2 separate regions of the Mus musculus genome follow, and region 2 is linked to region 1. A link is a contact called in public promoter capture Hi-C data. All regions are on one chromosome and are shown on one strand. The core of a region is the stretch at or near the end of the contact, and the rest is flanking DNA. Distances in the headings are between cores, read along the strand shown. Region 1 holds the start of Naxe (NAD(P)HX epimerase). Region 2 holds the start of Rab13 (RAB13, member RAS oncogene family).

Evidence for each region. Promoter capture Hi-C pulls out the DNA fragments that hold promoters and counts their contacts.
Region 2: a promoter capture Hi-C map of pre-B cells shows a contact between it and region 1, with 3 times the contacts expected there. The contact joins the promoter of Rab13 here to the promoter of Naxe in region 1. A contact is called at or near these places in 2 of 39 promoter capture datasets (liver and pre-B cells).

Annotation. Positions count from the first base shown.
Region 1 is chr3:88,054,449-88,062,183 of GRCm38.p6, reverse strand. It overlaps Naxe (NAD(P)HX epimerase), which reads left to right and starts at 3,689. Exons shown (of 6, transcript NM_144897.3): 1 at 3,689-3,857; 2 at 3,946-4,054; 3 at 4,153-4,263; 4 at 4,347-4,460; 5 at 5,051-5,198; 6 at 5,408-5,661. The coding sequence starts at 3,694. The coding sequence ends at 5,610. Gpatch4 (G patch domain containing 4) reads right to left here. Exons shown (of 8, transcript NM_001110809.2): 6 at 7,724-7,735; 7 at 7,431-7,481; 8 at 6,190-7,226. The coding sequence ends at 6,455.
Region 2 is chr3:90,217,739-90,225,473 of GRCm38.p6, reverse strand. Rab13 (RAB13, member RAS oncogene family) reads right to left here and starts at 4,690. Exons shown (of 8, transcript NM_026677.4): 1 at 4,452-4,690; 2 at 3,177-3,237; 3 at 1,887-1,947; 4 at 1,607-1,684; 5 at 891-980; 6 at 707-772; 7 at 573-626. The coding sequence starts at 4,575.

The DNA.
Region 1 (7,735 bases), core at 2,440-4,939:
GCATCAGATCACATTACAGATGGTTGTGAGCCACCATGTGGTTGCTGGGAATTGAACTCAAGACCTCTGGAAGAGCAGTCAGTGCTCTTAACCACTGAGCCATCTCTCCAGCTCCAAACTTCACATTTTTAACAGCTGAATAATATTCCATTGTGTTAATGAACATATTTTCATTATCCATTTATTTGTTGATGGAAATCTAGGCTGTTTTCCAATTTCTGGCTAGTACGAGTAGACCAGCAATGAACATGGATGAGCAAGCGTCTCTGTAGGAGGATGTAGAGCCCTTTGGGTATATACTTGAGAGAGGTAAAGCTAGCTGATTTCTATATTTCTATTAGTGCCACACTAGTTTCTATAGTCACAAGTTTCCTTGGTTTCTTCCTTTTTTATTTTTTAGAGACAGGGTTTCTCAGTGTCCTGGCTGTCCTGGAACTAACTCTGTAGACTGCCTCTGTCTCCTTCACGTGTTGGGATTAATGCCTGGACGATGATGATGGTGATGATGATGATGATGATGATGATGATGACGATGATGATATGATTGAATGTGAGTGTATCTGTGTGTTGTCATTGCATATGTGTGAAAGTGCCCAAAGGCCAGAGGTGTCAGATCTCCTGGAGCCACAAGCAGTTGTGAGCCACCTGACATGAGGTCTGGGAAGGAGCTTGGCTCCTCTGCAGGAGCAGTAAGTGCTTTTAACTGCTGACACATCTCTGCAGCCCTGACTCTGATGCTAACATGGGGTTTCCGCCTCATAGCTGCAGGGGCTGGGGAAGTAGCTCATGATAAAGAGCTTGACGAGCGTACACAAGGCCATCAAGGGAAGAAGGAAAGGGCTGCTCCACCTATAGCACCAGGCCAACTTGAAACAAGCTAGAGTTATCTGAAAGGAGGGGACCTCAACAGAAAATGCCTCCATAAGATCCAGCCGCAGGGCATTTCCTTAGTTAGCATTGGGTGGTGTACCTAGCCCACTGTGGGTGGTGCCATGCTTGGCTGGTAGTCTTGGGGTCTATAAGAAAGCAGGCTGTTCAAGCCATGATGAGCAAGCCAGCACACCTCCATGGCCTCTGCCTTATTTGAGTTCCTCTTCTGATTTTCTCGAGGATGTACTGTGATGTGGAAGTGTGAGTTAAATGAGCCCTTTCCTCCTCACCTTACTTTGTGGTCATGAATCATCACAGCAATAGTAACTCTTTAACTAAGACAAGCATCGTGCCTTCAATCCAGCCCAGTAATAAGAAAGAAGTGGAGGAGATCTTTTAAAAGTACACTATGAAGCCAGGCATAGTGGTGCATTCCTTTAATCTCACCACTTGGTAGGCAGATAGAGGCAGATCTCTGTGAGTTCAAGGCCAGCCTGGTATACATAGTGAGTTCCAGGACAGCCGGAGCTCATGGTAGGACCCTGCCTCAAAAACAAATAAAAAAATCACACAAAATAGCACACCCCTCCAAAATAGTACTCTATAGGAGTGGCTCTATATCTCTATTTGTCTGTCTGTCTATATCCATATCATTTCTGTTCATTAGTGGTGAACATTTAATTAAATGGCCACTCTTACTGGCTGGAGGGAGACGGAAGAATGCTGGGTTTTGTTGTGCCACTCCACAAAGATATGAATATCAGGATCTGCTAGGGAAGGAGAATGGGTTTAGAGGAGCAAATGATGGTGTCTGCCACACAAGAATGTTGCTATTGCCGGGCGTGGTGGCAAACGCCTTTAATCCCAGCACTCGGGAGGCAGAGGCAGGTGAATTTCTGAGTTCGAGGCCAGCCTGGTCTACAGAGTGAGTTCCAGGACAGCCAGGGCTATACAGAGAAACCCTGTCTCGAAAAACCCAAAAAAAAAAAAAAAAAAAAAAAAGGAATGTTGCTATTGCGTCAGGCCCCTAGCCAACCTCCTTAATCTGATTGAATATTCTTATCTATGATAGGCTAAAAATACACTAGGGGTTTGGCAGAATTAAGAAAACCTGAAAGGTTGCATGCTGGCAATAAAGGGGAGGCAGCGATTGTAGAAACAGCTCTCATTGGTTGTCTCCTGAGTTCTGTGGATGGGATATTTTCTGTATTGTTCTATAGTCACAGCCCATCAGAATGAAATCAACAGGATAAGTTGCAGAAGGCTGTAAGGTCAGCCTGCTGAGATCCCAGCTCCACCACCAGCCATCATTATCACTGGGCAGGTGGGCAGGTCTTCCTTTTTTTCTTTTTTAATTAATCTTTGAAACGGGAATACTAAGGTTGCTATGAAGTGAGGTGGTTCATGTTAGCACCTGGTATGTGTAAGTGCTTAACATATTATCTATGCCAAATAAACATATTTCACATTGTGTTTTAGAAATGAATCTTCAGGGCTGGAGAGATGGCTCAGTGTGGTTAAGAGCACTGGCTGCTCTTCCAGAGGACCTGAGTTCAAATCCCAGCAACCACATGGTGGCTCACAACCACCCGTAACGAGATCTGACACCTTCTGGCGTGTCCTGAAGACAGCTACAGTGTACTCACATATAATAAATAAAGCTTTCCACCGGAACAAGAGGGCCAAGAGCAAGCAGGGGGTCCTGAGTTCAATTCCCAGCAACCACATGGCTCACAACCTATACATAAACAAACAAACAAACAAACACTAAACTTAAATAAAGCCAGCTACAGTGGCTCAGACCCAGAATCTCAGAGGATCAGGGATTTAAAGCCATTTTTGCAACGTAAGACATAAGATCCAAGGCAGCCTAGGCCACATGAGACTGCTTGTACTGCTTGTAGTTCTGGGGACCTGACACCTCTGGTTCCCGAGGGCACCTGTGTGACCGCACATACCCATACTCTGAAACAACTGAAAACAAAATCAGCTGACCAAAAATAAACTAACTAAATATTTTCCAGCAAATCTGTAAGGAGCCTTGAGTAACTCACATGCTAGTGAAATCAGAAAAATAAAGCTGGTGAGGTCCTGCGTAAGACCACAGAACCTTGGACTTGAAGTACAATTACCGGAGTAATCTAAAGTTCCTGCCACTATCACAGCCTTAAAAATTCTATTTTCTACATTACATAAGTAAAACAGACAGGGCAGAGGTCCACAAAACCACTTGAAGAGCAAGGGCACTGACAACCTGTGATTGATCCTCGGATCTTACTCTTTGGATGGAGAGATCGGATGCACAGAAATTGTCCTCTGACCTCTATATGTGCAGCAAGGCACGTGCATGCCTCTTCCCTCCAACCCTTGCATTTTTAAATGTTAAAAACAAACAAGTCGGCATGGTGGTGCACGCCGTTAATCCCAGCACTTGGGAGGCAGAGGCAGGCGGATTTCTGAGTTCGAGGCCAGCCTGGTCTACAAAGTGAGTTCCAGGACAGCCAGGGCTACAGAGAAACCCTGTAAAAAGCAGGGGCAGCGAGAGGTCAAAGATACTAATTTTTAAAAAACTGCGTGCAATCACACCTTTCAGCAAGGAGGCAACAGAACTGCTTCAAGATGGTGGCCAGCCAGGACTGCAGAGGGAGCGAAGCACATCTGTTTGGAACTCTGCGACGCCGGGGAAAGGTGAGAACGCAGGGCGGAACGAAGGTGGGCGGAACGCCTGATAGTCTGGGACTAGGAACGGACGGTTAGATGCAGAGGCTCTGGGGCGGGGCGGGCCCTGCGCATGCGCCGTGCGAGCGGCGCTCTGCTAGTCGAATGTCCGGGCTGCGGACGCTGCTGGGGCTGGGGCTGCTGGTTGCGGGCTCGCGCCTGCCACGGGTCATCAGCCAGCAGAGTGTGTGTCGTGCAAGGCCCATCTGGTGGGGAACACAGCGCCGGGGCTCGGAGACCATGGCGGGCGCTGCGGTGAAGTACTTAAGGTACGGCCGCCCTCTCCCGCGGGGGCGGGGCAGGGCAGGCCGCGGCCCCAGCACCCCAGGGGCGGACTCAGGCCAGGACTTCCCTCAGTCAGGAGGAGGCTCAGGCCGTGGACCAAGAGCTTTTTAACGAGTATCAGTTCAGCGTGGATCAACTCATGGAGCTGGCCGGGTTGAGCTGTGCCACGGCTATTGCCAAGGTAAGCGGCACAGCGAGAAACCTCAGTGAGGTGCAGGTGGGGAGGTCCCCGGCGGTGGCGCACACAGCGGTGACTGCCCTCTGCACTTCTGCCTTCAGGCTTATCCCCCCACGTCTATGTCCAAGAGTCCCCCGACTGTCTTGGTCATCTGTGGCCCCGGAAATAACGGAGGGGATGGGCTGGTCTGTGCGCGACACCTCAAACTTTTTGTAAGTATGTGAACGGAGTTTTTTGTGGCAAGGTATGAAGACTCGGGATCGGAGATTGAATGGCTACTTTCCTTTTCAACTAGGGTTACCAGCCAACTATCTATTACCCCAAAAGACCTAACAAGCCCCTCTTCACTGGGCTAGTGACTCAGTGTCAGAAAATGGACATTCCTTTCCTTGGTGAAATGCCCCCAGAGGTAGGTGGGTTGATGCCTGTTTCTACAGTAAGTACTGCCCCTGTCCTGCCCTTCCCATTTTCAGATCAAGCTGGCCTGCCTAGTGTCTGTCTGCCCTAAAAGTGTTCTCTGAAAAAAAGTGGTGTAGAAGCCCCTCCAGACTGTGTGCTCCACGACTTTCCAGGCACTCCTATTCTGCAGCCAAACAACTCCCACAACATGCATCTAACAATAATCTGGCCCTCAGGGCCTCATCCTGAACCTTTTCTGTAGATGCATGGATTAAAGGGTGGGAAGTCAGAAATTAAAACAAAACAAAAACCAGAAAGCCCCAGCTTATTCTATGGATGAAGACACTGATATGCAGAACAGAACTAGTCTCTTCTGGCTTCCAGTGTCAGGAAGCCTGAGACTGGCAGTCACCCCTTCTCACCAGTGACAGGCAGGTAGGTACTCAGGCCTGGATTCAGACTGTCCTGAATGAGCAACTCCTCTTTACTGTGCCTTAGGAACCAGTTATATACATGCTTCTGTGGTCAGTGGGTGCAGGGACAGGCCTCCCTAGGTGACAGCAGCTCCTGACATCCTTTCCCCTTCCCTCACGCTCCCAGCCCATGATGGTGGACGAGCTGTATGAGCTGGTGGTGGACGCCATCTTCGGCTTCAGTTTCAAGGGTGACGTTCGGGAGCCATTCCACAGCATCCTGAGTGTCTTGAGTGGACTCACTGTGCCCATTGCTAGCATCGACATTCCCTCAGGTGCTGAGACTCAGGTGGCTGGGAGACTCGTGCTCAAACCTGGCTAAGGCTGGTACCCAGGGGACTGTCCCACATTAGGGCTGGGGAGCAAAGTTCATGCTGCCTGGCCCTGTGGAAAACCAGAGCCCGATAGTACATGGGACTGAGGGCTTTCCCTCTTCCTTAGGACCAGGCCACCTGTATGTCCTTATACTACTTTCTCTCTTCAGGATGGGATGTAGAGAAGGGAAACCCTAGCGGAATCCAACCAGACTTACTCATCTCACTGACGGCACCCAAGAAGTCTGCAACTCACTTTACTGGCCGATATCATTACCTTGGGGGTCGCTTTGTACCACCTGCTCTAGAGAAGAAGTACCAGCTGAACCTGCCATCTTACCCTGACACAGAGTGTGTCTACCGTCTACAGTAAGGGAGGTGGGTAGGCAGGATTCTCAATAAAGACTTGGTACTTTCTGTCTTGAAATTGGAGTCTTCTGGCCTTAATAATTATCAGTGGGTTGTGCTGTCTCTGGGGAAACAGACCAGCATTTGTAAGCAATGGGAAATAGGTGTTTCACCCAGGAATGATTCTTACTTATTTGTAATAGACAGGGAGGTAGATGATGCCTCTAAACTAATTCAGTGTATCATTGTAGCAAGACCCCCAGAGGGTAACAGGATTCCTTCAAGTCTCCAAATGCCATCTACTTTGTGTTCAGACCTTCTCATGCTGGGAATGCTGACATCAACTGGGAAGGACCTAGAAGCTTGGGGTCCAAGCTCTCATTTCATCATGATCAGAACAGTCTGGGAGGGTAACCCAACCCATACATATAAATGTATGTTTTTCTTAACCTTCATGGTATTTAAAATGAAAACATTTTGTAGGGTATGATAGTGTATGCTTCTGATCTGAGCACTCTTGAGGCAAAGATGCCTGGATTTCTGTGAGTTCTAGGAAAGCCAGAGCTGTATTAGAGAAACCCTGTCTCAAAAACAAAACAAAGACATTTCATGTAAGTCTACATTTTCAGACTTTTAAAAGAGACACTCCAAATATTCCTCCATCCTGATTCCTCTTCCCACCATCCTTTAGCTGGTGAGCTGCCAGGCACCAGGTTTATACTTTTTGGACAGCAAGTTTCACAGGGGACCATGTCCACCCCCTCAGCCAGTATAGAATGCATTGGCTCTCCTCTGCAGACTGGGGCTCCAGAGCTGCTTGCAGAGTGTGCAGAAACCCTGCCCTAAACCAGGCTATCCCTGAAAAGGAGTCAGCTGAGATCCACTTCAGACCCTCGGTCCCTCTTCCGCTTCTTCTTTTTGGCTCTCTCCTTTGGGTATTGCCGACTTCTCTCACCTGCATCCTCTGCTACCCATGTCCCACCATCATCTTTACTGCTTACATCTAAGTCCTCCTCACAGCACTGCTGTCTTTTCCTTTTGTCTTTTCTTCTGACCTTTCTCTCTCCTTTTGTTAGGTCATCCTTCCCTTCTTCCTCTTGGGTATCTAAGTCCTCCCCACACGTCCCTCGCTTCTTGCTGCTTCTCCTGGGGTCTTTGTCTCCTCCACTGTTGACTGCCTTTGGCCGGCTTGTCACATCTCTACCTCCTTCATCACAGACTCCCATCTCCCCGTCTTCTTCATGGCGCTGCTTCCTCCTTTTCTTCTTTTTCCTGGAAGGCTGATCAGATTGCTCTGTGCTCAGTTCTCTGGGCCCACTCTCTCCTGCAGCCTCTTCCTCCTCACTTCCTATAGCCGTTCCCTGTCTCTCGGCTTTCTGCCTCTTCTTCTTCTTCCTGCTGTCCCTGAAGCTCCTGTCCGTGTGTCCCAGCAGCTCGTCACCTAGACTCTTTTCAGTTGTTGCAGCCTCTTCCCCCTCTTTCTGCTTCCTCTTCTTTTTCTTTTTTTGGGAAGGCTCACTGTCAGTCAGTGGTTGAGAGGTGCCCAGAGCCTTTGAGCCTTTGAGCTGAGCCAGAAAGGCCTGCTCTTGGGCCTCCAGGCGAGCAAGCTTGGCCTTCATGGTGATACCAATCCGGGCAGCCCTAAGACAGAGATATGATGGGTCTAAGTCAGCAAGGGTATTACAAAGAAAGTTGGGAACAGAGGGAGGGGGCAGCCAAGCTTCAAACATGAACTTGTGAACAACAGCAAGTATTCCCTTGGAATGAAAATAATTGGGAGGTGGCACAGGCTGTCCTTAAGCATGGGCAGAAAAGATGGGAAACCCAGAAGTGACCACAACTTACTTGTGTGCTGTTCGCCCCTCGCAAGCCTTGAGTAGCATCTCATCAGTCAGACTGTAAGGGCAGATGACAAGTCACAAACTTTTTTCTTTCTTTCTCTAAAAAATTTTTATCTTCACTATTGTTCAAAACCTGGCACTTTTTGAAGTGCTAAGATAATACAAGAATTAGTACAATCTAATTAATTCCACAAACATGCACCTACTCCTCTGATAAGAAAGCATTAGGCTTAGGTTCATTCTCTTAAAACCCCAAAGCATCTCCCACATGCTCTCAGTACCAAAATAAAGTCTCACATCTTTGGGGGC
Region 2 (7,735 bases), core at 3,441-5,940, 2.2 Mb before region 1:
AGGGCTGGTGGAAGGATTGTCTATAAACTCAGGACCCCCCTCCCACACTCACCTTTTCCCACCCCATCCCTTACCCCACCCCCACTTCATGGGAAATCTTTGGCATTGTTCCTCCTCCTCAATCGTCTTTTTTTAATGAGACAAGGTTTCTTTGTGTAGCCCTGGCTGTCCCGGAACTCCTGCTGTAGACCAGGCTGACCTTGACCTCAGAGATCAGCCTGCCTCTGCCTCCCTAGTGCTAGCCTTAAAGGTGTTCTCCAGGGCTGGAGAGGAACCAGGTCTTGAGTTCAAATCCCAGCAACCACATGGTGGCTCACAACCATCCTTAATGAGATCTAATGCCTTCTTCTGGTGTGTCTGAAGACAGCTACAGTGTACTTAGATATAATAAAAAAGGTGTTCTCCACAGGCACGTTTGAGTTTAGACAGACTGGAGGATGAACATGAACTCCTGCTCCTTCTGCCAGCAGCTCGGTGCTGGGACCATAGGTGTGCAGTGCACAGTCCTCGCCAGTTGCTTCAGTTCTTGCAGACACGCGCAGTGGTACTCAGCCCGAGTAGAACCAACTCACCGATCTCCGGCCTCCTGTCTTGAGCAAGATGTCACGGGCCAGGGAACTGAAAGCCTAAAGGGGAAACTGGTCAGCCCAGGTTGAAGGAGGAGATGAACCTATTAGCATCTTATCTCTCGGAGGATGGCTCTCACCTCATCCACATTCACACTGGATTTGGCACTCGTCTCAAAAAATCGGATTCTGTGCTCTCGAGCCAACTGTAGGGGATGAGGTAGGAAGGAGAGTGCTGGATAAAGGCAGAAGCGAAGCACTCAGCGATGCCTCCTCCTCACTCGGGCCTCCCAGCCCTGCAGCCAACAGCCCCGCCTCACTCACCTTCTCCGCCTGCTCTCTCTGCACCTGCCGCTTGGCCTCCATGTCACACTTGTTTCCCAGCAGGAGGCGCTCCACTCCCGCAGAGGCATTCTGAAGGCAGCAAAACAAGCAGAAGGTAGGGCTTTCTTTAGAAAGCTGAGGCAGGAGGATTGCTGTGAGCTCAAGACCTGTTTGGGTTACACATTAAGTTTCACACCAGCTGGGGCTACTACAGAGTGAGAGACCCTGTTTCAAGAAGAAAACAAAAACAAACCAGGCAGTGGTGGCACATGCCTTTAATCCCAGCACTTGGGAGGCAGAGGCAGGCTGATTTCTGAGTTCGAGGTCAGCCTGGTCTGCAGAGTGAGTTCCAGGATAGTCAGGGCTACACAGAGAAACCCTGTCTCAAACAAACAAACAAACAAACAAACAAACAAAAAAACCCAAACGAACAAGCAAACAAAAAAACCAAAGGAGAGTTTGGGGCAGGAGAAGGCTCAACAGTTAGGAGCACTGGGTGTTCTTCCAGAGAACCTGGGTTCAACTGGTGGCTCAAAACCATCTGTCACTCCAGTCCCAGGAGTCCACTACCCTCTTCTGACTTCTGAGGGCATCACCAGGCTCTTGGCACAGATGTACACGCAGGCAAAACACCCACACACATAAAATTAAACCTGAAGTCTGCCCATTCTAACACGGGCTACTTTGTTCCCCTATTTCTTTTGGAGGCATCTTACCTCTTTGATGCTTTTCATCCAGTTCTGAATATTCTCGAAGGATTTCTCATCTGTGATGTCATATACGAGGATAATGCCCTAAGGGATAGTAAAGTTCACCTTGGACCATATCTGTTGACCTCTAAGTGACCATCTAAGTCTGGTCCGTGGGTCTAAGCACAAGCTACATGGGGCTCTCTGTTATGTGCTCTGTGCCCTCCTTCTTCATCCCTGCATGCTCACAACCCTCTGTGCTCATGAAGCTATGACTTTAGCCCATGTCTGGACCCACACCTCATACCATGGCTCCACGGTAATAGGCGGTAGTTATTGTCTTGAATCGTTCTTGGCCAGCCGTGTCCCTGAAGCAAAAGTTTTCACAGAGTGAGATAGAAGCAAGAAGTCTCCAAGGGGGGAGTCTTTTCCTAAGGACTCAACTTTTGCAACACTGGAGGTGGAGGCTAAAAGGAAAAGACTCAGGAAACCGTGAAGGGGAACAGGAGAAGGACAGTTGGGTTGCTATTCAGAGGTTCCAGGCCTGGGAAACAGGATGTCTCCTGTTTACTCAGAGATGCCAAGTGCCGTCTTAAGTATCACTTTATGTGTGTGTCATCCTAGCTGGCCCTCACTGTATCATTGTGAGGCATGGCTCACTGTCCCCAGTTTTTATAAATGCAGCAAATGTGCGGAGGGAGGCTGGGTAACTAATGAAGGTCATGCAGAAGGGAAGTGGCAGCACCAGGGTTGAGACCCTATCTGCTGCTGCTTATCTGTCACACAAGAATGCTTCAGAAAAACCTCATAGTGCCTCAGTGCCCGTGGTGTCTCCAGCCTCCTTGAGACAGTCAGGCTACACCTCTGTATGTGACCTGTGCTGGAGAGAACTTTTACATTTATTATTGTGTGTGTTTCAAATAGGGTCTCTCTACATAGCCCTGGCTGTTCTAGAACACACCCTGTAGACCAGGCTGACCTCAAACTCCCAGAGATCACTTGCCTCTGTTTCTAGAGTGCTGGGTCTCAAAGCATGTCAGCGTTTACACCCAGGTTGCTCTCTAAAATTTATTGAGAGCAATAGACTGGAAGTCAAATTTGTAATTCTGCAACTTGTCTTTTAATCACTTAGAACCTGTTTCTACATCGTAGCTCGAAAGACATTTGTTTTCAAGTCCAGAGAATGCTCTGGGTGAGGAAAAGACACAAACAAACTGAAAGTGGGCCACCAGGAAGAGAGATGCAAGGCCAGCTGATAGCTGACTAAGCAAAATGGATAAATTAGGAGATGTACTGGACTGGGGGGGGGGGGGTGTAAAGGAAAGAAAGCAAAACAGAAAGACTAACATGGTGCCACATGCCTGTAACACCAGGACACAGGACACCGAAAGAAAGGGCTTTCTTTCTCAGCTGAGTTCCAGGCCCTCCTGGGCTGCATGAGACTTTGTCTAAAAAACAAAACAAAACAAAACACCCCCAAACCACAAACTAAACTGAAGAGAGAAAAGGTAAGGAAGAAGAAATGAAGGGGGAGGGGTGTGTGGGGGAGGGTTGGGGTCAAAGGGCAATCTGGCTGGGGACTGGGCAGCTCACTCACCACACTTGCAGTTTGATCCTCTTCCCCTCTATGTCCACGGTTCGGATCTTGAAATCAATTCCTGGGGTGAAGGGTGTGAAGACAGGTAAGCATGTGTGGAAAGTATGGTGGGGGAGAGTGGGGGCTGCACCAGTAACTGCTGGTACTCAGGTACTCGAGGTAGTGACCTTGCTGGATGTGTAGCCAGGAGGGAGAGCTTTTCCACAGCTTTATTCCTATGGTAAGCATACTGTGTCTCCTCAGATTTCATGACGTTTTGGAGAAAAGCTATGAAACTCTTCAGCTGGGTTAAAAGCATGCCATCTGACAACTTTCCCTTCCATCTCTACCTCACCTTCCCATCCCTCTTCCCCCTCCTCCCCCAAAATACACTACTGGTCCTCCACCGCCCTGCTAGCCCTTAAGGGTAGAGAGGAATGAGAGGGCAGCTGATTGAGCCTATGTGAATTAACTAGTGAGCTAAGCTTGGAAGTGGGGGGGGGGGGGGGGGAAGAAGCTCTCTAAGAATCCTCTGGAGAATTAGGAGAGGGAGGGAGGAAGAGAGGGAGGGAGGAAGAGAGGGAGGGAGGGAGAGAGAGAGAAAGTTTCCTTTTTGTCACTAGAGGAGATAAGATTCTCAGTCAAGAGATGAAGAAAGATAAAGAGGGGAGGGGAGGGGGAAAGGAGATTCTTCTTACTGGAAGTCTCCCAGCCACTTAGGAGGCTCCAGAGAGAAGGATGGTGCAGAAGCTTACTCAGAGACCCCAAAGTCCCCTGGCATCCACCATCCTCACTCCCACAGCACACCCAGCCACACTCTGCAGTACCTTGCTGAGGGTAGGGAGGCTAAAAAGATGATTTGAAGGTGGGGCAGATCCTGCGGGAAGTTTGAAGCCAGTAGGTCAGTAAGAGGCCAACACAATTGGGAAGCAGGGAAAAGAGAAATTGTGAAGAGTGGATCTAGAGCGTCTAGGTGCAGTGATGGGGTAAAGAAGGAAGCAGATGGAAATGACGATAACCTGTGTGGATTTGGAGAGACTAGGGAGACAGTACCAAGAGACGGAGTGGGTGGCAGCAACTGGGACTATCTGGAAACCTCAAAAAGGTTTGAGGTTTTGAGTGTTATTCAGGGACATTATGGAGGATGGGTCTGGGGCAGGGGTCGACAGACTGGAAATTAGTGTTTTTCTCTAAGGGGATCAAAAAAGTAGGTTCCTTAGTCTTTCAGGAGCCGGTGTATGAGGGTGGGCGGGGGTGGGGTGGGTCTGGGGTCTGGGATACAGCCTGTGGGCTCACCGATGGTAGAGATGTAAGTGCTGTTGAAGTTGTCCTCTGCAAAGCGAATGATCAGACAAGTCTTGCCCACCCCCGAGTCCCCGATGAGCAGCAACTTGAAGAGGTGGTCGTAGGCTTTGGCCATGGCGGACACTGGGGGCGCCGGGGGAGGGGTCGGGAAGAGCCAACACTGGTAGGCGGGATCCGAGGGTTGGCAGGCAGAAACCGCCGGAGTCCCAGCCAGGAAGTTTTCCTCCCTCTCCGCCCAGGCCCCGGGAAAAGAAGAGAGGCGGCCCTGCTCTCGGCTCCACCCCTCTTCGCCAGTGGAGAGGCCTGTCCAGCTCCAGCAGTCCGGGCGCTGCCTCCCCAGCCTCGGAGGGCCAGTTTCCCTAGCCCTTCCCATTGCCTTTGGCTAGCTGTCTTTCCTCTCTTTTGACCGAATTGGAAAGAATTTCAAAGAGATTAGGGGAAGAGGGAAAGAATTTTACCAATGGTGAAGATAGGGGTGGTAACTGGAAATTGGTAAAAAGCTGAGGCGCTATTCAAAGGCTTTTGAGTTTATGATAAATGTCCTAGGATTTTCTGTCAACAATGCATTACTTAAGACTACGAATCCCAATTCCCTTTGAAAAGAAGCGGGTTAGGAGGTTAGTATGGTGGATCAATCTGCCCCCTGGTGGAGCACAGTGAAGAACTAAAACGATAAAAATCAGCCTCATCAATTACACTCAAAACACACAGAGCCGAGTCACAATCTGGAGCGAGCCTTGAATTCAGTAGCACAACCTGCACCCCAAGGCCTGGTAATCCTATTGCCTCTACCCCTCAAGTATGAAGATTAGTACTGTGGAGCCACCATGCCCAGCTTTTCATCTTTATTTACTTACTTTCTTTATAGCGAGTGTTTTGCCTACATGTGTTTATTCACTATATGACTAGCATGCCTGCAGAGGCTACAAGACAGCAACGATCCCCTGAAACTGGAGTGTCTAGAGGTGCTGTCATGTGCCTGCTGGGAACTGAACCCAGATCCACTACAAGAGCAGCCAGCTCTTATCATCTTTCCAGTCCCGTTAGAAAAAGAAAGAGCCGGGCGTGGTGGCGCATGCCTTTAATCCCAGCACTTGGGAGGCAGAGGCAGAGGCAGGCCGATTTCTGAGTTTGAGGCCAGCCTGGTTTACAAAGTGAGTTCCAGGACAGCCAGGGCTATACAGAGAAACCCTGTCTCGAAAAAAACAAAAAAAAAAAAAAAAAAAAAAAAAAAGGAAAAAGGAAAAGGCTTTTCTAACAGATGAGTCCTGGCTGTGGGAAAGTGTCTTTATTTGTTTGTTTGTTTGTTTTTAAAGATTTATTTATTTATTATATGTAAGTACACTGTAGCTGTCTTCAGACACTCCAGAAGAGGGAGTCAGATCTCCTTATGGATGGTTGTGAACCACCATGTGGTTGCTGGGATTTGAACTCAGGACCTTTGGAAGAACAGTTGGGTGCTCTTACCCGCTGAGGCATCTCACCAGCCCTTTATTTGTTACATTATGTTTGCCATAATCTATGTTTCCATTTGTCCTCTCACAAATACAATGTATCAGTTACTCCCCCCCCCCCCAACACACACACACAAAATACTTGACAAAACAACTTATGAGAGAGGCTTACAGAAGGCAGTTCTGTCATGACAGGAGGAGCATGGGGCATCTGGTCGCTTTCCATCCAAACTCAAGGAGAGAGACGAATGCTGGTGCTCACCTCACTCTCCTTTTTTATTCGGGAGAGTGAATGGTGGTCCTCATTGTCAGGTAGGCTTTTCCCACCTCAAATAATCCAATCTAGAACTTTCCTCCAGACATGGCCAGCCATTGGATACCTAGGTGATGCTAGATCCTGTCAAGTTGACAATCCATATTAACTACCACACACAAATAACTATTCAGTTTATTTTATTAATTAATTAATTCATTACATTTATTTGTATGTGTACACACACATAATGTTGTGTTTTATAAAAAGAAAGAGACCAGAGATATGTTTTGTGGAGACGCAGTAAGGTGTGGGTGGAGGGGAGTACCTCTGCCAGCCCATGCTGAGGCATCCCTTCCCCCTGAGGTACCAGCCACACCATGCGATGGTATAGTATAGAACAGAGTTTATTCAGGGTATTGGGAGGGAGCTTAAGGGGAGAGAGAGAGAGAGAGAGAGAGAGAGAGAGAGAGAGAGAGAGAGAGAGAGAGAGAGAGAGAGAAAGTAGAAGAGTAGAGGCAAGCCATGAGCACATGGAGAGGGGGGAGTGGAATGGGGAGAGAGGAAGAAGAGGGTAAGGGAACAAGAGCAAGAAGAGAGAGCAAGAGAGTGAGGAGGGGGCAAGCAGCCCCTTTTATATTGAGTCAGGCACACCTGGCTATTGCCAGGTAACTGTGGGGTGGAGCGTAGAGGAACTGCCAACAACCCATGCCATGGTGAAAGTGTGGCAGTCAGAGGACATGCTGAAGGATGCTTAACTAAACTTCTCCAGAGCCATCTCACCATTAATTTGAGGCAAGGTCTGTCTGTATTGCCCAGATCAGTCTCAAATTTGAGGCTCATGTAATCATGTGGACTCAGCCCTTCAGTAGCTAGAACTACCAGCATCCACGGGTACCACTGTGCCTGCTTCAATACACCAATCTGACTATTCTATTTTTTCAATGGTGTTGGGAATTGGTCAAACCCAGAGCTTTGTGCACACTAGGCAAAGTACTATTCTATTGAGCTTCAATTCCCTTCTATTTATTCCCTCAGGGCTCATTGCATTTCAAGCTATAGCACAGACTTGAATCTTTTCTGGTTTTCCTCAGTGACTAATCCTGACCTCTAACTCACACTGATGTCCAGGTAGGGTGGATTTGCAGTCCCAGCACACGGGAGACAGAAGCAAAATGAAAGTCAGACAGAAGCATGACTAAGGTCAGCCTACTCTTGGTTGGGAGTTGCAAGCCAACCAGGAGACCTTGTGATTGCTAATCTTGGTTGCCAACTTGACATACCTGGGAGGAGGAAACTTGAGGAATTATCACCATTGGATTGGCCTGTAGACTTATCTATGGGGGAATTTTCTTTATTATTATTTTTAAAACATTTAGACAGGATCTCTCTCTCTCTCTCTCTCTCTCTCTCTCTCTCTCTGTGTGTGTGTGTGTGTGTGTGTGTGTATGTGTGTGTATTTTGCCCGTGCATGCTTGTACGTGTAGCATATACATGCCAGGTGTCCTTGGGAGGCCAGAAGGTGGTGTTGGATCTTCTGAAACTGGAGTTACAGATTACAGACAGTT